Regions from separate parts of the Gossypium raimondii genome. Here region 2 is linked to region 1. A link is a contact called in public Hi-C data. All regions are on one chromosome and are shown on one strand. Each heading gives the region's core, a stretch centred on a gene start, on an enhancer-like site or on the middle of the called end of the contact. The rest is flanking DNA. Distances are from core to core; before and after follow the strand shown.

Region 1 (3,225 bases), core at 266-2,765:
GAAGCCATCCCTTGGAGGATCAAGAATTTGCACGATTACACCATAAGCTGCTTTAATAGCTTCTATGGCTCCAAATGGAAGTCCACCAACGAAAACAGTTTCCAGAGGTGGGGTAGGTAATGATAATGAAAGCAGTAGAATATGGGGATTCTTCATTGACACCTGCATATCATTTGCAAATTACATGAGCATAATATAATTACAGTGGCTTTTGTACCTTAACTATAAGTTCAGAGAGCCCAGAGGAGCAAAACGAAATACATGAGTATGAATAATTCATAATACAATCACTCAATTTCTTTTACATAGGTGTAACAACGAAAAAGCTTCTAAATCACCTGAACATGGTAACGAACATCATCAAATTCAACCCAGTGATGGTCTAGTTCAATACACTTTTCAAGACTGCAAAAGCGACATGAGAGAAATCAGCAAGCTGAGAAAGAAAGTGTAAACAATAAGCAGAAAAGGTCCAGGTAGCCTGAAAATTATTCAGTTTTTACACCCAAAATAAATAAGAATGTTTGTACACTCAACACCAGGATGTATAATTGAAATACAAATATTAAAGCACAGCACATCATGGACAGCATGCTTGGCATAAAAGAGTAGGCATAGTTCCAACTTGGTCCACACCTTTAACATATTACTAAACCGTAAAACACAAAAAACCCTAGAGCTTAAACACATTTGAAAATTCTAACCGTATCCAATTGTTCTTGATGATCTATTGTTAGTCTAATAGTTAACAATCCTGTATACTGATCTTGACCACATATTACTCTAATTTAGATATTTATTACAGTTTTGAATGGGAGTTTGTATATTTCATGTTAATTACTATTAATAAATATAAACTTTAAAAAAAACACTAATTCTGGGAAAACTTAAGCTACAAAATTTTAAAGAAGGGCTATATTTGATGATAGTATCGTCAGTGGAGATGATACATCTCTGGCATACCAAAGCGTAGGGTAGGAGGTCAGGTATTTAAAAGTAACAGTACTAGTTAAAAAAAATGAGACGAGCAATGGAAGATTGATTAGGAAAGGAACCATCAAACTCATAAGAGAAGGTTGTAAAGAATGAAAAATACATCTATGAATTAGAAATGTAGTTGGAATCCTTGACCTGACTCTGCTCGAATTCCCAACATGTCTTTCAAACATCAAATACATACAAGAACTAAGATGTAATTAAAGAAGTAAAATAAAAGAAATCAAATCAAATGATAAAAGCTTATACTTATCGGATTAAAAGAAAAGAAAACGAAGGAAAAAGTACTTCTGAATTCGATTCAGCAAAGTCTGGAGAAGGAATCGTGAATGGGACTGTAAAAGTATCATCGATTTCTTTCTCCGTCGATCGAAAAGGACAAACAAGACCAAAATCGAACTATCTCTCCGGCTCCTTCCTTTCGGTGCCAATTATCGTTTAGAGCCGGGATCTGTTGCTTCTATTGCAGTGTTTTTACTTTGGAAGAGGCTTTTTCCGGACGGAGGATCAAATCACCCGTAAAATACTTCTCTTAAAAGAATAAGTTAGAAATAAATTAAAGCGATAATCACAGACTTGCTACTGAAATTTGGCAAACATTCTAATTTGGTACCTGAATTTTGGAAAAATTGATTTTGGTACTGAACTTTTAACATTGTTTATCTATGTGGTAGTACCTTTGGCTGAAGATGTTAATTTTTTACTTGTCAGGACCCGAAACCCAATCGTGTAAGTTAGGTAAAAATATTTTAATTGAACAAGGACAAGGGCCTAAGATCAAAATATGCCTTTAATTTTTTTGATTTAATTAAAATAATAAAGTACCCCTTAAAATGTATTTTATAAATATTAAAGAAAATAACTTTTTGTTTTGTTTTGTTTCCTTCTTCCGTGAAGAGAATTAGGCGTCGTTGCCATTATGCTACCGTCCAGCCAAAATTTTGACAGAAAGATTCGCCTATTTCTCTTCTTTCTAGTTTTCCGGTTAGCTTTCTTGAAAATCTTAGTTAAAATTTCACAATATTTAGAACTTTTAAAGCCCTGATGGAATTTTGACTGTGGCTTCCTCAAGAACCAGAAACTTGAAATGGGCTTTGGTTTTGATCTGCTTGGATTGATGGGTTTTATTTGTGATGTTAATTTTTTGGGCTTGGTGTTCTAATGGATTGGTGAGTTTGAGTGAATATGTTTAGTTGTCTCGGAATTGGAGGTTGTCAATTTGGTTTTGGTAATTGAGAATTGGCAATGTTGTTAGGGGATAGAAATGTTCTTAATTTTTTTTAAAAAAAACTTTAAAATGACTATTTAAATTGATTTATTGCAAAAGGGTTGTTTACTTTTTAAAAATTCATGAAATTAAGGTTTGAATTAGATGAAAAGAATGTGAATGATTAATTTGAAGAAAATTAAAAGAAGAATAAAGAAATCAATATGGTTTTTAAGTGGTAGGAAACATATTTTCTGCTTTCTCCAAGACAATGAAGTTAATTTCAATTTTTAAATTTATTTTAGTTTGAACATTAAAAACATAACAAGGTGAAAATGAAAAGAAAACCTTCTTTTAATTATTTATTCTTACGTCTATGGTATATTATTTAAAAATGAAATATGCGGCACCTTATGATTAGGTCACGTGTCCGACAAATTTAAAATTGACTTTCTTTTTACGTTCAAGTACCACATTAAAAGATTTGTCAAAGTTTAAATACCAAATATGCCATTATCTCGAAATTAATATTGAATATATCTAACATTGATGTTAAATAGCCATTAAACAAAACTACATTAACAAATTTATAAAAATTAAAATAAAAATCAAACATGAATTTAGTTAAGATGGTAAAGTTGTGATAAATGAAAGCTATAATAGTTTAGGTTTAAATCTCATGATTCTCATTATTAGTATGAATTTTTTTTTAAAAATTTATTATAATGTAAAAGACATAAATGCCCTAAAAATATTGGTTCCTTTGTAAAAAGAACAAGCTTAATATAGTGTAACACCCCTAACCCATATCCGTCGCCGGAACAGGGTTACGGAGCATTATCGGAATAAACAAATCAAATACAAACATTTCATATTATTTAACATTCATGTTAGATATTATTCATAAAGTCCCTTATATGAGCCCTCGAGGCCCAAAACATACATTAGAAATAAGTCGGGACTAAATTGGGTATCCAGAGAATTTTTCGCAAAATTTTAAAATTTTTCCAAGGTACAGGGCC
Region 2 (2,928 bases), core at 371-2,870, 200 kb after region 1:
AATTCCCTCAACCCCTCCTAAAATTGTGAGTTTTGTTTGTGTATTTTGTTTAATCACATGTTTTGTTTGTAATCCATTTCCCCTTTCAATTTTATAAAAAAAGTTCATTTTAATTATTTATTTAAATCTTTTTTCTTTTAATTCTTAAATTTGTATTATTTCTTAAGTCACCTCAAAATAGATATATCTACATTATGTTACTTCAGCAATTAATTAATTTAAAAAAATTTATAATTTATCCTTTTAATCATTTTAAGTATTAAAAGAATAATTAATTATTGGCATAGCATCCAAGTGGCAATCCACATACCACATCAACAAAATTAATAAATATTAATTTTTCATCAATTTTAAAATAATCGATAAATAGCACAAGTTTAAGAGTAAAAGCAGATAAAATTAAATGAAAAACTAAAATAACTTTTTTATATAATTAGAAAATCAAATAAATCACTGTACCATTATTTATTGAGATGTGGATATATGTTTACAAATAATTATACTTAACTTCAATAAACACATCCAATATTTCATGTTCTTTCTTCCATTAACCGCTAATTTTGGGCTTTTTATAAAAATGATCTTAAAATTTTGAATAATTATAAAAATGATTAACCTTTTTTATTATGTACGTAAATAGCCTGAAATGAAAAGTAAAAGTTGGTGGAGCAAAAAGATTGACACCACCTGTATATATATTAGGAAAAGACTAATATTTCTTAATAATTTGGGGTTAAAAATAAATAATGATGGTGGAACCATAGAGAATGACACCACCATTTTATGGTGTAGGTTTTTTTAGTATTTTATTAATCTAAAATAAAAATGATATTTTATATGATGCCCGTAATGTGTTAGTTTTTTAAATGTGTTATTTTTAAATTTAAAATTAAAAATAATAATTTACTTGGTGCATTCATATAAAATGGTGTGAAATTATTATCACTTTCTATAAAAATAATTTTTATTTTATTTTGATGGAATCATTCTCTTTGACATGACCACATATATATAGATCTTATTGATATTCTTGTAACAGTTTAACTGGAAAAGAAAAAAAGGAGGAGAGCTCCGAAATTGTGGTGAAGATGAATAGCTCAATGTTTTTTATGTGCTTTTTTTTATGGTGAAATTCTAAAAGGTGATACTTATGGTATATTTCAACGTGGCAGATGGTAGAATTACAATTCAATAAAACTATAAAGTTAGAAAAAATGAAAAGAAAAACTAGTGCGAAAATAACTATTTATTGTGGAAGGGTGATGCCCATAATCTCTACGGATTCACTAAAATCTTGTGAGATGCAATTGTTAGATGGTGATGAATTGGTCACTATAATGGAAATCTTCATTGAAAAAAATCTTCATTCTATTTTTGTACTACTTTCCTGGGCATGACAGGGAAAAAAAGAGAGGAAAAATGGGTGTTTCCATCATGCAAGATCTGAGTGTTAAATAAAATAAAAAGAACCATTTGATTGAAAGAGTGGGGTGGGATCAGATGGCGGAGAAGTGAGGGATAAAAAGAGTTTATAGAAGCATCTCCTCCGAGTGGAAGTGATTTATAAGCTGGCAACTCCCGAGGTGTCTCTTTCACAAAACAGGTGAAAAAAAAGCAAAGAAACAGAATACTACTGTTACTGTTAGTATTAAAGAAAGAAAGAAGCTTTTAAAGTCCAGAGATAGAAATCAGGTCCAAGGATATCAACGCACTACAGACAAATTACAATTATATTATTAATAATCAAATACCTATAATATTTATATATAGGAAAACCCCACCCTTACTCAATAAAGCTTCAGACTGGGTTTTCTATGTGAAGTTTAGGATTTTTTTTTTTCTTTGTGATGGATCCGCCAGCTATGATGAGCGATGGAAGGTACAATCTAGCAGAGATCTGGCAGTATCCCATGAGTGAGTCTGGGATAAGTAGGGGTCAGTTCGGACATGGGTTGGCTCAGTTCGGGGACCCCAGTCGAGAGGTTTCCGGCAATGATCCGGGTAGCTTGGAGCAGCAGCAGAGAAGGGGTGGTATGAGGAGAAGGCGTGACGGAGAAGATGAAACAGCTAAGGTTGTCTCTACTAGCTCCACTAGTAGTGGCAATGCCGTGGTATTCATTTTCTCCTTCCTTCCACTTTTTTCTTTTTCTTTAACCAATTGGATTTTCTTTTCTTTTTTTGTGATCTGAATTTTACTAATTCGGATGGGCACCTTTTATTTTAGCTTCTTTCCAAAGCTTTTTACCTTTGAATGTTATATGTTGTTGGGGATTTGGGATTTCCTCTTTCTTAGTTTATGGTGATTCTTATAATTATATTAGAATAGGAATGTTGAGGGGTGGCACTGAGTGTTGATCTGCAATGGTGTGAATTTAACTACAAATAAATAATTCTTGTTTATTTTGTTTGACTTCTCGTATTATTGTGTTAATATCATGGAAAATCGAGATTGCAGCACGAGTCTATGGAGAAGTGATGGAATTAAGCATTCAAGAAATATAAATTTTTGGATTGAAAATGACAGTTTTGTTTATAATCTGTATAGAATGATGGTGAGGGGAAGAGAATTAAAGCAGCAGGAGGCAGAGAACAAAATCATGAATCTAGAGTTGAAGCAGAACCCAGTTCAGGCAAGCTTGTGGAAGAAAAAGCTCAACCTTCCGAGCCACCTAAACAAGATTACATCCACGTACGAGCGCGAAGGGGTCAAGCTACTGATAGCCACAGCTTAGCTGAAAGGGTAATTTGCTTCGGTATAGGGTTAAAATCAGTCTTAAGTACTTGTGTTGGACCAAAATTTTATATAAAGTACATTCCTTTTGATTGTGAAACTGATATTTCTTTTACTATTTTCTTTTTCTTTGTTTAACATCACCATGGGGTTTTGGCATACTGGTCAAAATTCTTATAATCTGTCATACTTGGAGG

The links. Hi-C and Micro-C count contacts between places; a contact is called where the count stands out from the background.
Region 2: a contact with region 1 is called in a Hi-C map of leaf, with 1.8 times the contacts expected there. The contact joins the promoter of LOC105763111 here to the promoter of LOC105763102 in region 1. A contact is called at or near these places in 2 of 2 Hi-C or Micro-C datasets (both in leaf).

Annotation. Positions count from the first base shown.
Region 1 is chr12:7,458,028-7,461,252 of ASM2569854v1, forward strand. It overlaps LOC105763102 (actin-related protein 2/3 complex subunit 2A), which reads right to left and starts at 1,516. Exons shown (of 10, transcript XM_052625771.1): 1 at 1,285-1,516; 2 at 339-405; 3 at 1-162. The coding sequence starts at 1,346.
Region 2 is chr12:7,654,473-7,657,400 of ASM2569854v1, forward strand. It overlaps LOC105763111 (transcription factor BHLH089), which reads left to right and starts at 1,621. Exons shown (of 6, transcript XM_012581201.2): 1 at 1,621-2,111; 2 at 2,546-2,740. The coding sequence starts at 1,848.